5 separate regions of the Mus musculus genome follow, and regions 1, 2, 4 and 5 are each linked to region 3. A link is a contact called in public HiChIP or PLAC-seq and promoter capture Hi-C data. All regions are on one chromosome and are shown on one strand. Each heading gives the region's core, a stretch centred on a gene start, on an enhancer-like site or on the middle of the called end of the contact. The rest is flanking DNA. Distances are from core to core; before and after follow the strand shown.

What was found. Promoter capture Hi-C pulls out the DNA fragments that hold promoters and counts their contacts. HiChIP or PLAC-seq counts read pairs in DNA pulled down with a chosen protein or histone mark. Capture Hi-C pulls out chosen DNA fragments and counts their contacts.
Region 1: an H3K27ac HiChIP or PLAC-seq map of embryonic stem cells shows a contact between it and region 3, with 5 read pairs. The contact joins the promoter of Spata3 here to the promoter of Armc9 in region 3. A contact is called at or near these places in 2 of 39 promoter capture datasets (liver and stem cell-derived epiblast-like cells) and 2 of 115 datasets of contacts at active chromatin or transcription factors (embryonic stem cells and pancreatic cancer cells).
Region 2: a promoter capture Hi-C map of liver shows a contact between it and region 3. The contact joins the promoter of B3gnt7 here to the promoter of Armc9 in region 3. A contact is called at or near these places in 7 of 39 promoter capture datasets (embryonic stem cells, hippocampal neurons, liver and 3 more), 2 of 484 Hi-C or Micro-C datasets (bone marrow-derived macrophages and muscle stem cells), 15 of 115 datasets of contacts at active chromatin or transcription factors (the 230-238 cell line, the HPC-7 cell line, bone marrow-derived macrophages and 8 more) and 4 of 9 other capture datasets (adipose tissue, liver, macrophages and 1 more).
Region 4: a promoter capture Hi-C map of the HPC-7 cell line shows a contact between it and region 3. The contact joins the promoter of Gpr55 here to the promoter of Armc9 in region 3. A contact is called at or near these places in 2 of 39 promoter capture datasets (the HPC-7 cell line and cranial neural crest) and 3 of 115 datasets of contacts at active chromatin or transcription factors (T-cell acute lymphoblastic leukemia, effector CD8 T cells and memory CD8 T cells).
Region 5: a contact with region 3 is called in a promoter capture Hi-C map of adipose tissue. The contact joins the promoter of Nmur1 here to the promoter of Armc9 in region 3. A contact is called at or near these places in 5 of 39 promoter capture datasets (the HPC-7 cell line, HPC-7-derived erythroid cells, embryonic stem cells and 2 more), 1 of 15 datasets of contacts at CTCF or cohesin (large pre-B cells), 1 of 484 Hi-C or Micro-C datasets (bone marrow-derived macrophages), 1 of 115 datasets of contacts at active chromatin or transcription factors (bone marrow-derived macrophages) and 4 of 9 other capture datasets (adipose tissue, embryonic stem cells, liver and 1 more).

What each region holds. Positions count from the first base shown.
Region 1 is chr1:86,019,986-86,023,319 of GRCm38.p6, forward strand. Spata3 (spermatogenesis associated 3) reads left to right here and starts at 1,960. Exons shown (of 4, transcript NM_001122732.2): 1 at 1,960-2,364. The coding sequence starts at 2,064.
Region 2 is chr1:86,301,347-86,304,905 of GRCm38.p6, forward strand. B3gnt7 (UDP-GlcNAc:betaGal beta-1,3-N-acetylglucosaminyltransferase 7) reads left to right here and starts at 1,875. Exons shown (of 2, transcript NM_145222.2): 1 at 1,875-2,208. The coding sequence starts at 2,198. It overlaps Gm28626 (predicted gene 28626), which reads right to left and starts at 2,714. Exons shown (of 2, transcript NR_151592.1): 1 at 2,618-2,714; 2 at 1,717-2,272. It overlaps Gm16341 (a long non-coding RNA gene), which reads right to left and starts at 424. Exons shown (of 3, transcript XR_387210.3): 1 at 1-424.
Region 3 is chr1:86,153,497-86,156,723 of GRCm38.p6, forward strand. Armc9 (armadillo repeat containing 9) reads left to right here and starts at 1,284. Exons shown (of 25, transcript NM_030184.2): 1 at 1,284-1,347.
Region 4 is chr1:85,959,653-85,963,444 of GRCm38.p6, forward strand. Gpr55 (G protein-coupled receptor 55) reads right to left here and starts at 1,403. Exons shown (of 2, transcript NM_001033290.2): 1 at 1,183-1,403. The region is part of intron 1 of Gm41905 (a long non-coding RNA gene); the gene reads left to right.
Region 5 is chr1:86,386,173-86,389,534 of GRCm38.p6, forward strand. It overlaps Nmur1 (neuromedin U receptor 1), which reads right to left and starts at 1,969. Exons shown (of 2, transcript NM_010341.1): 1 at 1,141-1,969; 2 at 153-541. The coding sequence starts at 1,969. The coding sequence ends at 153.

The DNA.
Region 1 (3,334 bases), core at 710-3,209, 130 kb before region 3:
TGAAACTTGTTGGCTCTCCTTGCCCAAATCTAGGGCAAGGGGAATGAAAGCTAAGACAAAGCTAGACATAAGCCTAAGCTAAGTGCACTGTGACTGTGATGTAGAAGAGCCAGTTCTTGGCAGGAAACTCTTATGAGGATTTCTCCCTGCTTCTGAACCATTTCTCCTTAATGGTACAAACATTCCTCAACCTGTATTCTGTCCTCTATCTCCCAGAACACAAGCTTGTGTGTCCCATACCCTGTGGCATCCCTTTAAGGAGAAATGAACTGGCTATTTCATGGCTACTTAAATTCTACCCAAATATGTTCCTGTCCCATCAGATTCGTTTAAACCGGTTGTTTTCAACCAGGAAAAATGTTAACACCTTCTCCAAGCTCTGGGCATATTTAGCCACATCTGGAGATGTTCTTTTCCTTACACTGATGGGGTGCTGGCCAGTCAAAGCCAGAGAGGCTGCAGAGCTTCCTATAACACACAGAACAGCCTCCTCCAAAAGATATTATCTAGCCCATAGTGTCAATCAGGACTGAGACTGAGAAACTGATTTCAATCAGGTTATGCTCATCAGTCAAAGTCTAGCAGTCACTGAAAAGGTTCCAGCCTGATTCTGAATGTCATCCCTTCAAATGGCCCATAGATCTTTGACCTCAGAAACTGCCAGCTTCTTGTAGATTCACCTACCCACTGAACCGCCTTGCTCCAAACCAACCAGACACAGCCTGAGCCATACTGATCTAAGCTGCACTCCCAACCCATATCTTTCTCTAATCTTCTCATGCAAGAAACTTAATTTTTTTCCAATTCTTTAATTTCAAAGTCTGTATAATCTGACTCCCCATTGCCTACTGGGGTCATAAAGAAAAATAACCCTTTAGAACTTAATCTTGAGTGTGTCACCAATCAACTAGAAATGGGGATTTAGTTTGGGAGGTACTTATATAACTGAATTTCTCTGAACATCAATATCCTTTTTGGGATAATAATAATAGTGATGACAATAATGTAATAATAATAATAATAGTCAGCAAAGTCTTTGCTGGCTCTAGAAGCCTGAAAATAGATTCTCTCACTTCACTGTTGACATCTGGTCTAGCCTTTGTGTGTAGCTTGTCTAGGACCTTTCTGGCTCACTCGCTCTCCCTCCACCCTCCTTACTGCATCCTCACCCCTTCCCCAGCTTCTGGTGTCTGAGTAGGGCAGGTGTACTTTACCCACGCAGCTTACCTACTTCATGGAGGAAGTTCTTTCTGGGAACGCACTTTTCTATTGTGATGTGTGACAGGCTATCTTTTCAAAACACTTTTCACTCTTCCACCCTAAAATGGAAGTTAAATTGTTAAGAGATTCATAGTTTGTTTGACCTAACCAGTGTTTTGGGAGGTAATACCAATGAAATGAATTTGAGAAATTTTTCGTTTTCTGAGAACTGGCTTAAGGTAGAATTGGCCAAATTCGAGGATTCTTATAAAAGTTTAGACATACACACACACTCATACAAGCAAGCACTCGTGTTCACATATATTCAGAGATGACAGAAGGCAGTGGGTTGTGGGAGGTAAAATGCTAAAAAAGGAAGTCAAATCTTCAGGAAAGTTCCCTAAATGTTAACCATAATGTTTGTGTTTGGGGATAGACACGTAGAAACCAGCAACGGAGCTGAGAATCCTTCCTATTCAGGATGTCTTCGAATAAAAAGTAGCTCTCACGGACCCTGGAACGTGCAGCCGAAAGGTGCCTGAGGCTCTGGTCACATAATCATGGATCCAGTTCTCTTAGGCCCAAAGACTGTCTTAATTAGACCATGGAGGAACAAGGCAGCTGCTGCCTCCTGCCGGTTCAAGCAGGAAGCCCTGGGAGAGGAAACCGGTGCCAGAGCCCTAGCCACAGGGGCCAGCCTGGCTTTTGTGACCTCACAGGAGGTATGGGTGACTCTTGTCTGTGGGACCTTGCTGTGGTCAAAGATCAGAGACATACCCACAGGGGAGACTGCCTACCTAGGGAGGGAGCCAGGAAATTCACAGCTCCATGTAGCTCCACGGTGTTACTCTAGAAGGATCACCATGAAGAAGGTCAAAAAGAAAAAGTCTGATTCCAGGCGCCGCAGGAATTCCATTTCACCGCAGACTAGCTCCGATTCCTCACAGCAGCCCAGCTCAGAAACCCCGCCGTCATGTCCAGAGCCCGCCTCGCCACCATCTAAGCCACAGCCTTGCCAGGAGTCCACCACACCACACCAAGTTAACCCTGAGCCTAAACCGCAACAGCATACACCACAGCCTCTCCCGCCTCCAGAGAAACCTGCCTCATCTCCGTTCCTGGTACCCATGGAACCTAAACCAATTCTTCCAAGCAGGAAAGCAGGTGGGCGGACTTCCTGCTTTAAGGCAGTTCTAGCCTTCTTGCTGATAGAGTCCCAGAGCTACCAGAGGTGGGCTCCAGTCTGGTGGTGGTGGTGTATAGTCAGCATGCTGCCCGGGGCTAAGTTTATAAGCTGTGGAGGGGATGATTTTTTTCCCCCTTAGGTTTTTCAAGACAGGGTTTCTCTGTGTAGCCCTAGCTGCCCTGGAAATCACTTTGTAGACCAGGCTGGCCTCGAACTCAGAAATCCGCCTGCCTCTGTCTTCCAAGTCCTGGGATTAAAGGCATGTGCCACCACGCCCGGCCAAGAGGATGATTTTTATGAGAGAGTAGAATCCCTAGGCTATGTCCTTCTGTAGCATCTCAGGTCTCGCTGCAAACAGCCATGGATACATACTAACATTTACGGCTCCATGGGGGGAGACCCTCTCATTAGGAGTCAGTTAGTATCCATTCAGAAATTAAAAGCAAATATAGACTAAAAGAAAGGAAGCAGTGATATGCCTTCTGGCTACCTTTTATTGGTTATTCGAGAGGCCAGACCACTCCAAAGAAGATAGTACAGGGTGATGGAGGTAGATGACTATGGTACAGCCTTTGAGAGAATTGGGGGTTTCTGTTTGTCAGATGGAAGATAGGAGTTTTGTTTTGTCTTTCCATGTTACCCTAAGAGATCTGACCTTGGACTACAGAGAGGATGGCTAGATCAAAATATAGGACTCCTGACTAACTCCTAACTTCAGATAAGCCACAAATAATGTTATAATCCTTAGTATCTGTTCCAAATAGGCATCCTATATTTCTGCTTGTCATCCCTTCCCACAGAAGATACTAGAAAAGGGTCTGCGCAATGTATAAAGCAAACCAAAAATGTAAAAACAGTATTTTGTAGCCATCATTTTAATTTAGTTTAGCTCTGCCTAATATTAAATGGCTGGCCAGCTGTCAAAAAGAAGTCTCCATCTTCTTGGAT
Region 2 (3,559 bases), core at 625-3,124, 150 kb after region 3:
GTAGGGGACACTGGTGTGTCTGCTTCCTCTGTCATCTCACATAACTCTGCATTGGCAGGAAATTGAGGTCTCAAGAGGATAAGCCAGCTGCCCCCCAGCAGCAGCCAGGAAGTGGGGAAAACTGGCCCAACCCCCAACCCTCTGGCACTCAGCCCTTACCAGAAACACCTGTGTCCACCTTCACCTACACCTGGAGAAATGCCACACTGGGATGAAGGGTGAATCAGAGGCCAAGAGGGCTGGTCTCCCCCAAGGCACCTTGTGGAGAGCTGAGACAGAGCACCTGCTCTTCCCCAAAGTCACACTTACAGGGCAAAAAGAGAGACGCCCAAAGCCTGGGTGTGCCAGCTGTGTTGGCACATTTATAACCCCCATCGTTCAGAAGGCTAAGGCAAAGTGATCTGGAGTTCAAGGCCAGCCTGAACTGCATGCCAAGACCCTGATTCAAAACAAACCACAATATCCTGGGTGAAATAGCAGAGACAGGGATAGGTAGCCAGTACCAAGCTAAGACAACCAGGACTGAAGACTGAGGACCGGTGTGACCTGGGACTAGTGGGACTGCAGTGACTCCTAGGGGCAGGCAGCCAGGCCTGTGAGACTTACACTTCAGGCCAGGGCTTCTTGAGGACTTAAAAGGGGCATTGTCCCAGGATTCTCCTCTGAATTTTTCATCTGAAGGCCCTTCATCATTTCCGACTGGAGCTTACAAATTCCAGAAAATTCCACTATTTGTTTAAGCACACACCCGAGCCTAAGGATCGCTAAGGGAAGGACAAAAGTAATCTTCACCCTTAGGACTCCCTGGGACTTTCTGTCTCCCTGTATTCCCTGGGAGAGGAACAGCATTGCAGAAAGGTATTGAGTTCCCCAGTCCTACTATCTGATAGAAATGCCTGAGCCGGGACTCAGGGACCACCTCCTGAGCCAGGCAGACCTCCTGGGTTTGAATAGTAAGGTTGTGACTTCATCTAAGGGTGTGTGTCCCTGACTCTAACTCCTGGTAAGATAGGAACAAACCATAGCACACGTCTCCAGAACCAAGTGAGCCACTGATGCCGGGGACCTAGAACCAGGCTTGACAGATAGGAAGTGCTGGAATGTAAAAAGTCCTGTGGGTATTTCTGAAGCGACCCCAGACCCCCAGACATCTGGATGACAGAAGGACCAGTAAGCAGCCTTATCTACCAGAAATGTTCCCAAGTCACCCAGAGGAGGCATCAAGGTGTCCCCTCCCTCCCTGTACTGTGATTGTGGTGTGTAGCCCACTCCCAAGAGAAAATGGTGCTCACACCGCAGAATAATAAAAACCTGGAGACAAAAAAAAAAAAAAAGTGGGGGTGCGGTTAAGTGAAGGATTTGTTGGCAATACAAGAAGGAGGTTTTTGTTTGTTTTGAGACAAGAGTCTCATTAGGGAGACCTTGCTGGCCGGGAACTCACCATGTAGACCAGGCTGGCCTTAAACTCGCAGAAATCCACCAACTGGGATTAAAAGCACATGCGAACACGCTAGCAAAAGAATGGACTTTTTGCAGAGGATAATAAGCCTTCTCACTGGGGGGTGGTAATGCAGAAAGAGTGGGAAACCCAGAGCTGGATTGACCTGAGCTGGCTGGGGGTCTAACACAGGCAACCCAGCATCATCTTCTCTTGAGATCGCCGCCCAGGCCTAAGCGAGCCCGGGAAGAAGAAAAGTAGACAGGGCAGAGATAAGGTAACTTTAGGGAAACAGCCTTTATCCACCTCCCTCCACTCTACACACCCAGGGCTACTCCAGAAGGAAGCAACCAGGCCGCTAGGCGCCGGGTGGGCGTGGAGGTGGGCGGTGTCCGACGTCCCCACGTGTCCCGAAGGAGGCGAGGCGGGCGACCCCGTGAAGGCCCAGCAGCGGGGAAGTCGCCGCCTCAGGATGTTGGCGATCTTCAAGGTCTCTGAGATTCTGGCTCTTCCCTTCGCGTTCCCGTGGGGCGTGCCTCTGAGGTGGCCAGGGCTGAACGGAGTTGCTGTCCCCACAGTGAGCCGGGGCACAAAGGGTTAACCTACCTGGGCCACCGCCCCTGAGGCCCCTCCTCCAGCCGCAGGGAAAAAAAGAAAGTCTCAGCGGGGGTGCGGCTCGGCCTCGTCCCGCTGTCCCCAGCCGCGGCGCTCAGAGCTGTGATCCGTGCGCCCCGCTCAGCTGCCCTGGACCGGGCCGCCATGTCTCTGTGGTGAGTCGGGGTCCCGGTGGGGCGCAGAGTACCTCCGAGCTTCACCTCCTCCCGGGGCCGCAGACTGCAAGGGATGCACGCTAGGTGTCCTGAGGCCGACCCCAGTTTCCCCGGGCAGCGAGGGTGGCGGGAGATGCGGAGCAGGGCGCGCCGCCGGAGCGGCAGATGGGATGTGGGAGATGCGAGGCGCACGCTTGGCTCTGCGGCCACGACTCCGGCAGCCTGTATGCAACGTCTCTCTAGCCTTGGGGTTTCACTAGCAGACACACACACACCCGACCCCTCCGGTCCCTCTTCCCTCCTGTGGCCTCTTCTCCGGACCGCCTCGACCCTTCTCCTTCCCCGGCTTTGCTCTTACTAATGGAGTGGATTGGTATGTGCGAGCCAGGGCCCTGAGGCTGGTTCTTACCCGGACTCCGGAGCTACGACGTGGAGCTTCTTTAGAACCCTGAGGACTGGAGTACTGGGTTCAGAATTCTCTTACTTCCATTCCCAGCAGCGCGCCTCCAGTCATTTCTGTCTTTCTCCATCCAACCTGGTAACCAGGAAGTCATGGGGCTCTTGAGGAAAGCTCGATGAATGTGGGTAGGAGGACTTAACATTCACTCACCCTGCGCCTCCGCAGGCTTAAAACCTGGCGTTATCTACTACGTGCTTCGTGGGCCCCTGGCTCTTGTACCTCCCAGACTTGGAGGTGAGAACCATCTCTCTGCTGGCCCAGTCCTGGAAAGTCATGAGTCTCCCAGTGTGAGCTAAGGAGGGAAGGTTCTTGGGGAAGGGGGCACAGGCAGGATCATTCCTGAGAAGAGCTAGGATTTCTGCCTCTGAAAAGGGTGTGCTGGGCTTACTTGACCAGGTAGGGGCCCCGGAAAGTGGGTTTTCGTCCCCAGGACTGAAGGGCTAGGCACCTCATTGCTTTGTGTAGAATATAAAGGTAAGGATAAGGAGTCGTGATGGGATCTGTCCACTTCCCTTCGAGACTTCCCAATTAGAGCAAGAAAGGCTCGCTTCTGTTGAGTCAGTGGGGGCTGCTAACCCACTCCCCACTGCAGCCCACAAGGAGACTCCCCAAAAGCTGCAACAAGGATACTGTCTTTTTCCCTTAGAGTGACTGGTTCAAAGTGATACTGCTGTCCACATATGTATGTGAACTAAAAATAAAAACCAGAGCTCAGGGGATGGACAGTGGTCTCTTTTCCTGGCAAAATGACAGCATTTCACTGGGTTCATGCCTGGTACTTTATCCTGTGTTCTGTCCCATTTTGGGGGAACTTAAGGGGTTAAATGGCCCCCTTCCCAAAATTGTTGTTGGGTTTGGGACCCCAGTAGCTGAATACACAGTGCTTCTTGA
Region 3 (3,227 bases), core at 34-2,533:
TTCCCAGAACACAAAAGATGAGTTATTTGGGGAAACAAGGGTGTTGACTGCAGCAGTTTTGCAGGTGCACAGAATTCTGGAAAAGCACAACAGTGTTCACCTATAAAACACAGAGCCCGCCTGTTATTCATCCTGGAGACACAGGAATCAATCAGAGCACCTATGTGACTCACTTAGAATGATGCTGGGCACAAATATGGCGTATTCAGCAAATAAAAATTATCCGAAATGTAAATAAAATTGGCTGTTCTATATTTCATCTGATAACACTTGGCACACAGTTAACTGAGAATACTTCTAGGGGAAATTATTTTCAAGCTATATTACCTGGACAGGACATAGGACATAGTACTCTCTTCCTAAATATAGCCTTAGTTAGAAGACATCCTAACTCAAAGAGCATTGACAGAGCAGAGAGCTCAGGAGACAGGGCCTCTGCCCATCCTAGAGCAGCTGCTTCTTCTTTCTTCCTCCTCCTCCTCCTTTTTCCTCTTCCTCCTCCTCCTTCTTCAAAGGCGAGGGCACCTCCCTTCTCAAGTCCTCTGGACAGCCTTGGGAGGCTCCCACCTCTTTTTTTCTGTATAGCCCTGGCTGTCCTGGAACTCACTCTGTAGACCAGGCTGGCCTTGAACTCAGAAATCCGCCTGCCTCTGCCTCCCAAGTGCTGGGATTAAAGGTGTGCGCCACCACGCCCCGCGCAGCTCCCACGTTTTGAAGGCCTGGAAAGTGGTACTATAGAGACTTCTACCACAAAGCCTCAGCACTCCGAGGGGAAGGGAAGGGTTTTCTCTGGCCTTAAGCACTGACTTTGGACCAGAGATTAAAGAGTAGTAGCTCTGAATACACGCAGGGCAGTGGGCTGGCCAGAATTCTGAGTAGTATTTAATGCACGCTCCTTTACTAAATAAATAGGCCCTGGAATCAAACTCCCTTCGTCCGGCTTGGAGGAAAGCGCCTTTAGCTCTAAGCCATCTCGCTGGCCTCCGAATCTGTTTTGTTTTACAAACCTAAATTCATACGGGAAAGACAAAAGTGTCTCTAATACTTCCCGGAAGACTCTGTCGTAGGTGAAAGTGTGGTGCTCGGATCTTACATAGGCAGATCTGAGTTATCGTTCGTCTGCAGTCTAGACTAAAGTCACCCGCACGCCACACGCCTGTACGGCCTCACTTCCGGTACTCACCACGTATGGTACCTCCCACTCTCCCTCCCAGGATGCTCCACGTCGTCTTCGCCCAGCAAGATTGGCCGAGTCGCCTCACGTGACTTCGGCTAGCGGTAGCGGTTGCCCGGGTGACGGCCGGCGAGCTGGCGGTCTGGAGGAGTGAGCGCAGAGCCCTGCAGCAGGTAAGCGCGGCCCTCCTTGCGACTGCACCCTTGACACAGCCCTGGGATCATTGCATGGAGGGCTCGCCTTGTCGGACCCGGTTCCTTCCTGGCCAGGGCCCGAGGCGGCCGCTTGAGCATCCCATTGCTTCCCCCCAGGAGCCCCCGACTCCGCTGCGCTGCGGTGGGGTGGACTTGGAGTGGCCCCGGGCCTTCTCGCTGAGCATCTGCAGCAGGATCTCGTGGCCTGGGGCATTTAGCGCTCTCTCTCTCTCTCTCTCTCTCTCTCTCTCTCTCTCTCTCTCTCTCTCTCTCTCTCTCTCTCTTTCTCTCTCTCTTTCTCCCCCGCCCCCATAGTTTATTAGTAGTCTTCCTTCCCAGCGCCCAGGACACTCTCAGACTTCACTGAATCTAAGTGGAAGCATGTTATTTGCAGGACAAATTCATCTTCTCCTTATCCAGCCAGCTGTAGGCCTGAATCTCTCGCTGATGGAGAGATGGCATCGTCACCGCATGCAAAACACTACAAACAGTTTACTTCTTTCTTCACAAGGTAGATCCTTAGCCCAGAGGTTGTTTGGTCTAAGTTAACTGAGCTAAGGAGACAGGACATCCATCCAACACAGAGGGTTCAAGGGTTGCTTTGAACTCACAAGAGATATACACTTGCTGACCAAGCCTGATGACTTGGAACGCCAGGAACCACACTTCGGAAGGAGAGGCCCAACTCCTGCACATTCTCCTGAAATATCAGCATAGATTTAATCCTAGCTCTGGAGAGACTGTGAGTTTGCCCATGAGATGGGAAACTGTGCTAGTTAGGGTTTCTCTTGCTGTGATGAAGTAGTATGACCAGGAACAGCATAGGGGAAGAAAGGGTTTATTTTGCTTAAGATTCCACATCTTTGTTCATCAAAGGAAGTGAGGCAGGACAGGATCCCGGTTGTGTGAGCCGATATGGATGCTAAGGCCATGGAGGAGTGCTGCTAACTAACTGGCTGTCATCTTATGTACATCCTTATAGCCTCCATGAACTCAGAATTCCTGGTACCCTGACACGTTGCCTTAGTCAGTGTGGTTCCTACCGTCCCCTTTCTTCAAACCATTACTCTGTTTCTAATGAGATGGTGACCTGGGATTCCCTGAATCCCTTTCCATCCAGCTCCAGGCCTGTCTGAACCAGGCTGTCTAACAGGCATCTTGGGGCTTAACGCCACACACAATGCTTGCCTTGAGTTATGAAGGGGATTCTGATGCAGGAGCATCAGTGAGAGGACATTGAAGTCAACCAGTGGGGAGTTCCTCTGGGAATCCACAGCACAGACGACTGGAGAGTAATGGGCCAGAAGAGGTGTTTTCCCAAGTCTCTCTGGGTGGGTACCTTTAAGCAGAGACCTAACAAGATGTAGATGTTTGCAGCAAGAGCATCAAATCAGACAGGACTGTGGTTATGCAGGTCCCTGAGGGCAGGTATATTGTGGGCATCAGGGAGTTTCCGCTTGGCAGTGTGGTTCAAGTCAGATGAGTGGAGAGCTACCAAGGGCCTAGAGAGATGGGCCTAAGGAGTCTGCTTCCATCTGTGGGTTCCCAGAAACACCTCCATGTGTGGGGGTCACAGGCATGTGTGCATGACACCCTTCCCTTGCGATTGCCAGCATATCTGGTGGAGAGCCACATAAAGAATTTGATCGGACCTCTACTAAGGGAACTCAGATGAGTGTGCCAGATTCAGGCCTTGGCAGCCTGTTCCTTTCAGGACAAGCTAGAGGACAGTGCTCTGCATCCCAGCTCCTGCCTTACCGCCTTAACTCTCGACTCTCTTCAAAACCTGAAGTGACCAGACCTTCTTTCTGCATCTTGTCACCTCTTCCTCAGGGACTCTCTTGCACTACTAATCCAGG
Region 4 (3,792 bases), core at 153-2,652, 190 kb before region 3:
GTTCCTTCTCGGGCGCAAAGCAAGCTCTTCTGACTGCTTACCTAAGAGTTTCTCCACTACCACATCCTCTCCTGACACTACTCCATTCACCCCTTCAGCCATCAAGGCCCAGCACCTATTCAGAGGGATAGACTTGCCCCAGCAGGGGTTTCACCTAAGGGGTAAGGATTAACCTAAGGGGTGTAGGCTTAGAGGCTAACCCTAAGCGGGGCCAGGCAGGGAGGCAGGGAGCAGAGAGAGGCCAGAGGTACAAAGAATAGCTTAAGAGGTCTTCTCACACACAAGGGTTGCTTGACATTCAGAAAGACCAAACATAGAGGTGTCTCTGGGGACAGGAGTGGGGACTGTCTCTGAAGACAGGGGTGGGTTGCCTCTGTGTAGCTGAAGTCTAAGGATTGCAAGCAACAAGAGCAGAGGCTCAAAGCCAGTCAGCCAGGAGTAGGAGCTGCTCAAAGGTCACCTTGAACAAACACACTGAACAGGAACATCATATTGGAAGCTGACCAATAAAAAGGAAACCTTGGATGTTCCTTTACCTCATCTCTAAACCCAGATCAACTCAGTGGATGGGGCAGCGTGGGGGCTGGATACAGGGGCAGAAGGAAGGTCGGAGAAAGAGAAACAGCCATGCTGAGAAGGAATTGGGACAGGAAGTGGGAATGGGGTGACTGAGAGAAAGTCATAGGGTCACCAGTGGCACCCTGATTCCTAAGAAAGCCCAGCAAACAGAGAGAGTGGCCCCACCCCTTTGACAAGTCTCTGTAATTCCTCCTAGTCAACTTCCTCATCGATAACCTGGGGTCAGAAGTTCATTTGATCAATAAGTGCTTGCTGGTTCCCTGTTCTGCAGCTTGTCTACTGTCTGTCCAAGACGGACAGTAGAAACTTTCTCAAAACCAGATGGAGTGAGAGGACAGATAAACAACACCCAGCAACTCAGCTAAAGATTCAGACTCTTCCTCCCCATGGATATATGTCAGTCTGCCATTGTCTCCTTTAGAGCTTGTGTCTGAGGGAGGGAAAAGGCTGGGATTGATAACAGCATCATCCTGAGTAGCAGGGTACCTGCCCTAGGAGGGAGCTCAGCAGCAAAGGGAAGGCAGGATAAACTAGGGAAGGAGAAGCAAGGGGAGAAGGTGGGGGAAGGACCCTTTACATCCACACAGTAGCTACACGTCTCACCTCTGCTCCAAATCCCAGATTTGGTCACACTTCTGTCCCCAAGCCCAGATGGTTCCCATGAGTGGTCAGACAGCTTAGGAGTACCAATGAGTCCCAGCCTTGAAGTCTCCAAGAGAAGTCCCCTTTCCTGCCCTCTAGGTGGACCACATTCTCCACCAACGGAGACTGAAGATGCCTGGCCACCTTGAGAGCAGTCACATGAGCGGCTTACAGAGAGCAAAGTGTTGGATAGTTCATGTCAAGGCAGGGACAGCAGCCGCTTAGAATGCCCCGCCTCTCCTCTCCCTTCCTGGAAAGTTGACTGAGAGCTCAAAGAAGGAGGAAGTTCTAGACATCTGTGTGAGACCTGCCTGCTCTTGTGTCACTGTGGTGGCCTCCTGCATTCAGGCTCCTGCATTAACACCACTGGCTTCATCTTCTTCGGTTTCTACTGGAGCTGAGGGAGGTCTGACTTGAAGTGGAAGAGAAGAATCCTGGACTGAACCAGTGACTCCGCCTCTGTCTAAATCCAGCACATTTTCTCATCTCTGATGCCATCCCTGATCCCCTTAACATTGCCCAAAGACACAGCCACCAACTCATTTTTAAAGGAAATTTAATTGTAGTTTTTCTTTCATCTATCTATCTATCTATCTATCTATCTATCTATCTATCTATCTATCATCTATCTATCTATCTATCTATCTATCTATCTATCTATCTATCTATCTATTTTTAATACAGAGTCTCTGTATAGCCCTGGCTGACCTGGAACTGGCTCTTTAGACCAGCCTGACATTGAACTCACAGAGATCTATCTGTCTCAGCTTCCCAAGGGCTGGGATTAAGGGCATGTGTCACCATGCCCAGCTAGCCTAGTCATTCTTGTTTATTTCTTATGGACATGGAGGATGGGGAGGCTAGTGAGCCCCTTCAAAAGATAGATTTCTCTTTATGTTTCTGGTGCCTAGAGCAGACCTTGTCCTCTTTCCACACGCTCTTCAGAGCCATGCTCCTCCATGCTTCAGTGCTAAGTTTCTATCTTTGGTCACTGTGAGCCTTCTCCCTCCATCCCTTCCTACCCCTCCTCTATGCATGGACATTTTTCCCTTGGCTCTGTTGCATGGTAATCACTGATTCTGCTACAATATCTTATATTTTTGCTCTCACAAAGGTTTTATTTCCTGGGCTTTTTAACAATGAGAATATCTTCAGTCTTAGTTAGCTTTACTGTAAGCAAATACCAAGAAGCATCTTTGGTGAAAAGAAGATTGACTTGGGCTCACCCTCAGATGGCCCAGTCCAAAAGCACTTGTCTCTATGTTTCTGGACCATGAGACAGAATAAATATCATGACAGTGGGACTGCCTGGCATAAGCTTTTCACCTCACCGTGGACAGAAGGCAGAGAGAGGAAGTGACCCAGGCTGCCATACAACCTTCAAAGGCACGTCATCACAGGACGCCACTTCCTCTACCTAAGCTCCACATCCAAAAATAGTGCCACCATCTGGGGACCAAGTGTCCCCCCACACAATGCTAGCAAACCCTCCAAGGATATAGGAACTCAATTATTCACTTCCTTCTTGGCTATCTTTAACACAATCTTGGCTTTTTTAAATCTTGAGGTGGAGAGTAGAAATTCTTCTCCAATACCAAGAACTGGACGGCCAGGGTTATGGGGAAGGTTCTCTGCCTCTAATGTGGGTTCAGTATGCTAGTACTTGCTTCCCATCCCAGATGTGCCCACTTCTGCTCTCTCTGATGTCATCAAGTATCTTCCCAATCACACACTACTCTAATTATTTAATCTTCATCTTTAATCTTAGCATTACTAAGTTACCTTGACTGCTTAAGGAGATGTCATTGAGGGTGACATTTCCCCCACCACTTTATATGTCCTAGGGATTAGCCAATAGGCTGTGACTTTGGGGGGTGTGGAAGTCAGTTAATTCTCCACACCATCTAGGACAGGAACACTTACAAGTGGCTTCATTTATAGTGAAGGAACCTGAGGCAGAGAGCTCAGGTGACAAGATCCTTAGATGTGCATCATCCATGCAAGAGATGCAGGGCTGGGGTTTGGATCATCTCAGGTAATGGTGCCTGAGAGTCCAGATCTGTATCTGTCAGCAACAGCCTGTACTGAATCCTTCCCAAGCCCCAGGAGGCAGGGCTGATGAGCAACCCCGTGGGTTTCACAATTCACACTCTGAAGTTCAGTTGCCTACAATGGCCCCTTAAGAAACCAAGCACTCTGCTAGGTTGTAAGATGAAGGAAATGGAGTTACTGCAACAAAGAGGTGTGTGTGTGTGTGTGTGTGTGTGTGAGAGAGAGAGAGAGAGAGAGAGAGAGAGAGAGAGAGAGAGAGTATGTGCTTATATGCATCTGTGTTCAATGCAGCACTAGTCACAATGTAGACATGGAGTCCACCTAGGTGTCCATCAACAGATAAGTAGATAAGAAAATACAGCTCAAACAGGAAATGGAAAACTACTGACCTTTAACAAAGGGCAGAATCCTGCCAAGTGTGGTGGTACAAGCCTGGAATCCTAGCACTCGGGAAGTAGAAGGAAAAAGAATAAGTGGTCAAAGTCAGCCTTGGCTACTAACAGATTTGAGACCAGCCTG
Region 5 (3,362 bases), core at 719-3,218, 230 kb after region 3:
GCCTTCAATGGGGGCAATTGGGGTTCAATTCTCTTTTTCTTACTGTTTCCCTCAATACTCAAATATGTGGGCAGGGCAGAAACCACTTTTGTAGCTCCCCAGACTTTCTGAGGCCCTCTGGCCTTGTGGGTAAGGCTCCTTCCAAATTTTATTCAGGAGGGGTCTGTCTCTTGCTGACACCCTGGATCCTCATTCACAGCCAGAGGTTCGTCCCTGCTGTTCCTGTGGCCCACGTCACACAGGGTGCTGCCTGTGGTCAACCTGATGTGGTTATGGGAGCCATGATAGGGTTGGCGGCGATGACAGCACTGGGTTCCAAGGCCCAGGGCTTGCAGGAAGGTCTCTCGGAAGCGAGTAGACATGAGGCTGTAGAGCACCGGGTTGGCTGCTGAGCCGAGATAGAAGAAGATGCCAGAGGCAATGTGGACACACTGGTAGGCCAGGTGCAGGCCTTCCGTTGAGTGTCCATACACCAGGCTCCACATGATACGGTCAGCATGGAATGGAGCCCAGCAGATGCCGAATACCACAACCAGTGCAACTGCAAGGACAGAGAAGAGATTTGATCTTCATCATGCTTAGAGTTTGCATCTACAGCTCACTATCTTCCGGTCCTAGAAAAGCAGACAGGAGAGCCAGGTAGTGGTGGTGCACACCTTTAATCCCAGTACTTTGGAGGTAGAGGCAGGTGAATCTCTGGTCTACACAGCAAGTTCTAGAACAGCCAGAGCTACACAAAGAAACTCCTTCTCTCTTTTTTTCCCTCTTCCCTTTTCTGTCTTTCTCTGGCCTCGCTCCCTCCACCCCAAGCCCCACTTGCTCTGGTCCCTGCTAAGTCTGGCCCATAGGTTTTTTTTGTTTTATTATTATTATTATTATTATTATTATTATTATTATTATTATTATTATTAGTTTCTCATTACGGATGGTTGTGAGTCACCATGTGGTTGCTGGGATTTGAACTCATGACCTCCAGGAGAGTGGTCAGTGCTCTTACCTGCTGAGCCATCTCACCAGCCCTGAAACCCTTTCTCAAAACAATAACAACAACAAGCAAGCAAGCAAGCAAACAATACCCTGGAAGCTCAATTCCTTCCCCAGACTGGAGGAAGCTCAGCTTTCTCCTCAACAATGACTTACACAGCATCTTGGTCACCTGTCTCCGTCCCCTATCTTGCAGCTGAATCCTTCTGTGGGAGGTCTCCTGGGTTGCTGCGGTTTTCCTGCCCTTGACCTCCACTTGGAGCAACATCCTCTCCCTCCGCAGCCGCAGCCCAATGAGCAGATACAGCACACTGATGGTGACCATGGGCAGACAGAAGAAGAGCAGTGCGGTAGTCAGTACCACCAACTTGTAGAAGTCCATGGGACCCACCAGCGAACATATAGCTGAGTCGGGCACCGGCCCCCGGCAGGGCACAGTTAGTTGACTGAGGCCATGCAGGCTGGTGTTGGGCAGAGAGAAGAGAGTAGCGAGGACCCAGATGGCCCCCACCATGCGGCGCACATGGGCCCGTGTCATCACAGACTTGGCTTGGAGTGGGCGCACCACGGCCACATAACGCTCCACACTCAGGGCTGTGACATTGAGCACTGAAGCTAGGCAGACGGTCTCTAAGAGCAGTATTCGGAAGTAGCAGGCACTCGCACCCAGCTGGAACGGGTAATTTTGCTGCATCTCATAAAGCTCCAGAGGCAAGCCCACCAGGAGCACCAGCATATCGGACACAGCGAGGCTGAAGAGGTAGAAGTTGGTGGGCGTGCGCATAGTCTTGTTGCGCAGGATGACGGTGCAGGTCAGCCCGTTGCCCAGAGTGCCCACCACGAAGATCAGCAGGTACGTGACACAGATGGGGACAAACTGTTTCATCTGCTGTGGCCCCAAATACTTCAGCCTCAGGGCCTCATCGGTAAGGTTCAGATCCTCAGGTTGATAGGGCCACTTGAACTCACTGATATTGCAGACCAGGGGGCTCCTTGAAGCATTTGGGGAGAGCGCTCCAGGAAAGATGGAACAATTGAGGCAGGGAGGAGTCTGTAGGATAGAAGGGGGAGATACCCAGAAGTCATTTAGGTAATCCCAGCTCTGTCCTAAGTTATCACACTGTAGAGGACTGATTAGTCACATGCCACTGGGAAAGAAAGCATCTGCCACCCACTAAAGTGCATTTCAACTACAGAGTATCCGGAGTGCAAACCTTGAAAATAATAAAATTGGCCGGGCAGTGGTAGTGCGCAGCTTTAATCCCAACGCGAAGGAAGCTGAGGCAGGCAGGTCTCATGTGAGTTTGAGGCTAGCCTGGGCTACAGAGCAAGTTCCAGGACAGTTAGAACTACAGAGAGAGACACTGTCTAAAAAACAAACAAAAACAAACAACAAAAAACCAATCAACAACAACAACAACAAAGAGTTATCCTCTATCCTCTACACACATACATGCAAACAGTATATATGCACAAGTACACACACACACACAAATGAAATACTTTTTAAATGATAAGATTGGCCCTTTACAATCTACTGGAATCTTTGAAGAAATGCCAGGTTTTTCCAAGAACGCTTGGCTATCTCCTTTGGCTGTCTCCCTTTTAAGACAGACTTCAGGAGAGCCACTTGATGTGGACCTCAGAAAAGTGGGTGCAACTGCAGTATTGCTTGGTCTTTAAAGAGCCGGGGCTCCTAAAGCAACTGCCAGGGCAGACCTGACCTCCCCAACTCCAGGTGCAAGATCCCGGTATTTAATCCACAAAAAGCATCGACACATGGCAGACCTGACATACAGAACGCTGTGTGTGACCTTGGTGTGAAGAGAAAGCCACCGTAGGGGTTAAGTGAAGGAGTGAAAAAGCTAAAAAACTGTACTTTGACCCAAATTTGATTCTGTTTTCTGTCACCTGAATCACTCCCAGTCTAAATATTTTATATTCTTTGCACCTACTAGACCTGGAGTTCTCACTCTCGGAACTCTCACGGAGAGGAGCTGGGGATGGGCAGGTGACAGCCCAGGTTCAAGAGAGCAGCGCTGAGACGACAGTCATCAGAAAAATGACAGAAATAAACTGACTAACTGAGAGGTCTCTCCCACAACCCCCAAATGTCTCACAGAGTTTTTCCACCCATCTCACTCTGAGAGCCGCTCCTGTCAGGGCCCGTATCCCGCTCACCTACCATGCCTTCTGCCCAGGAGGTCCTGTGCGCCCTGGCTCCCACTGACAGATAGATGCTGAGCTGAAGGCGACCTGACAGAGGCTGCCCTCCCCGCCTTCCTGGTTGCTTCGCCTGTTGTTCACAAAATCGCCACTAGAGGGCAACGCTGACCCCGGAGCTTGGAGTACTTAGGACCACTCCCAAAGGACTCTAC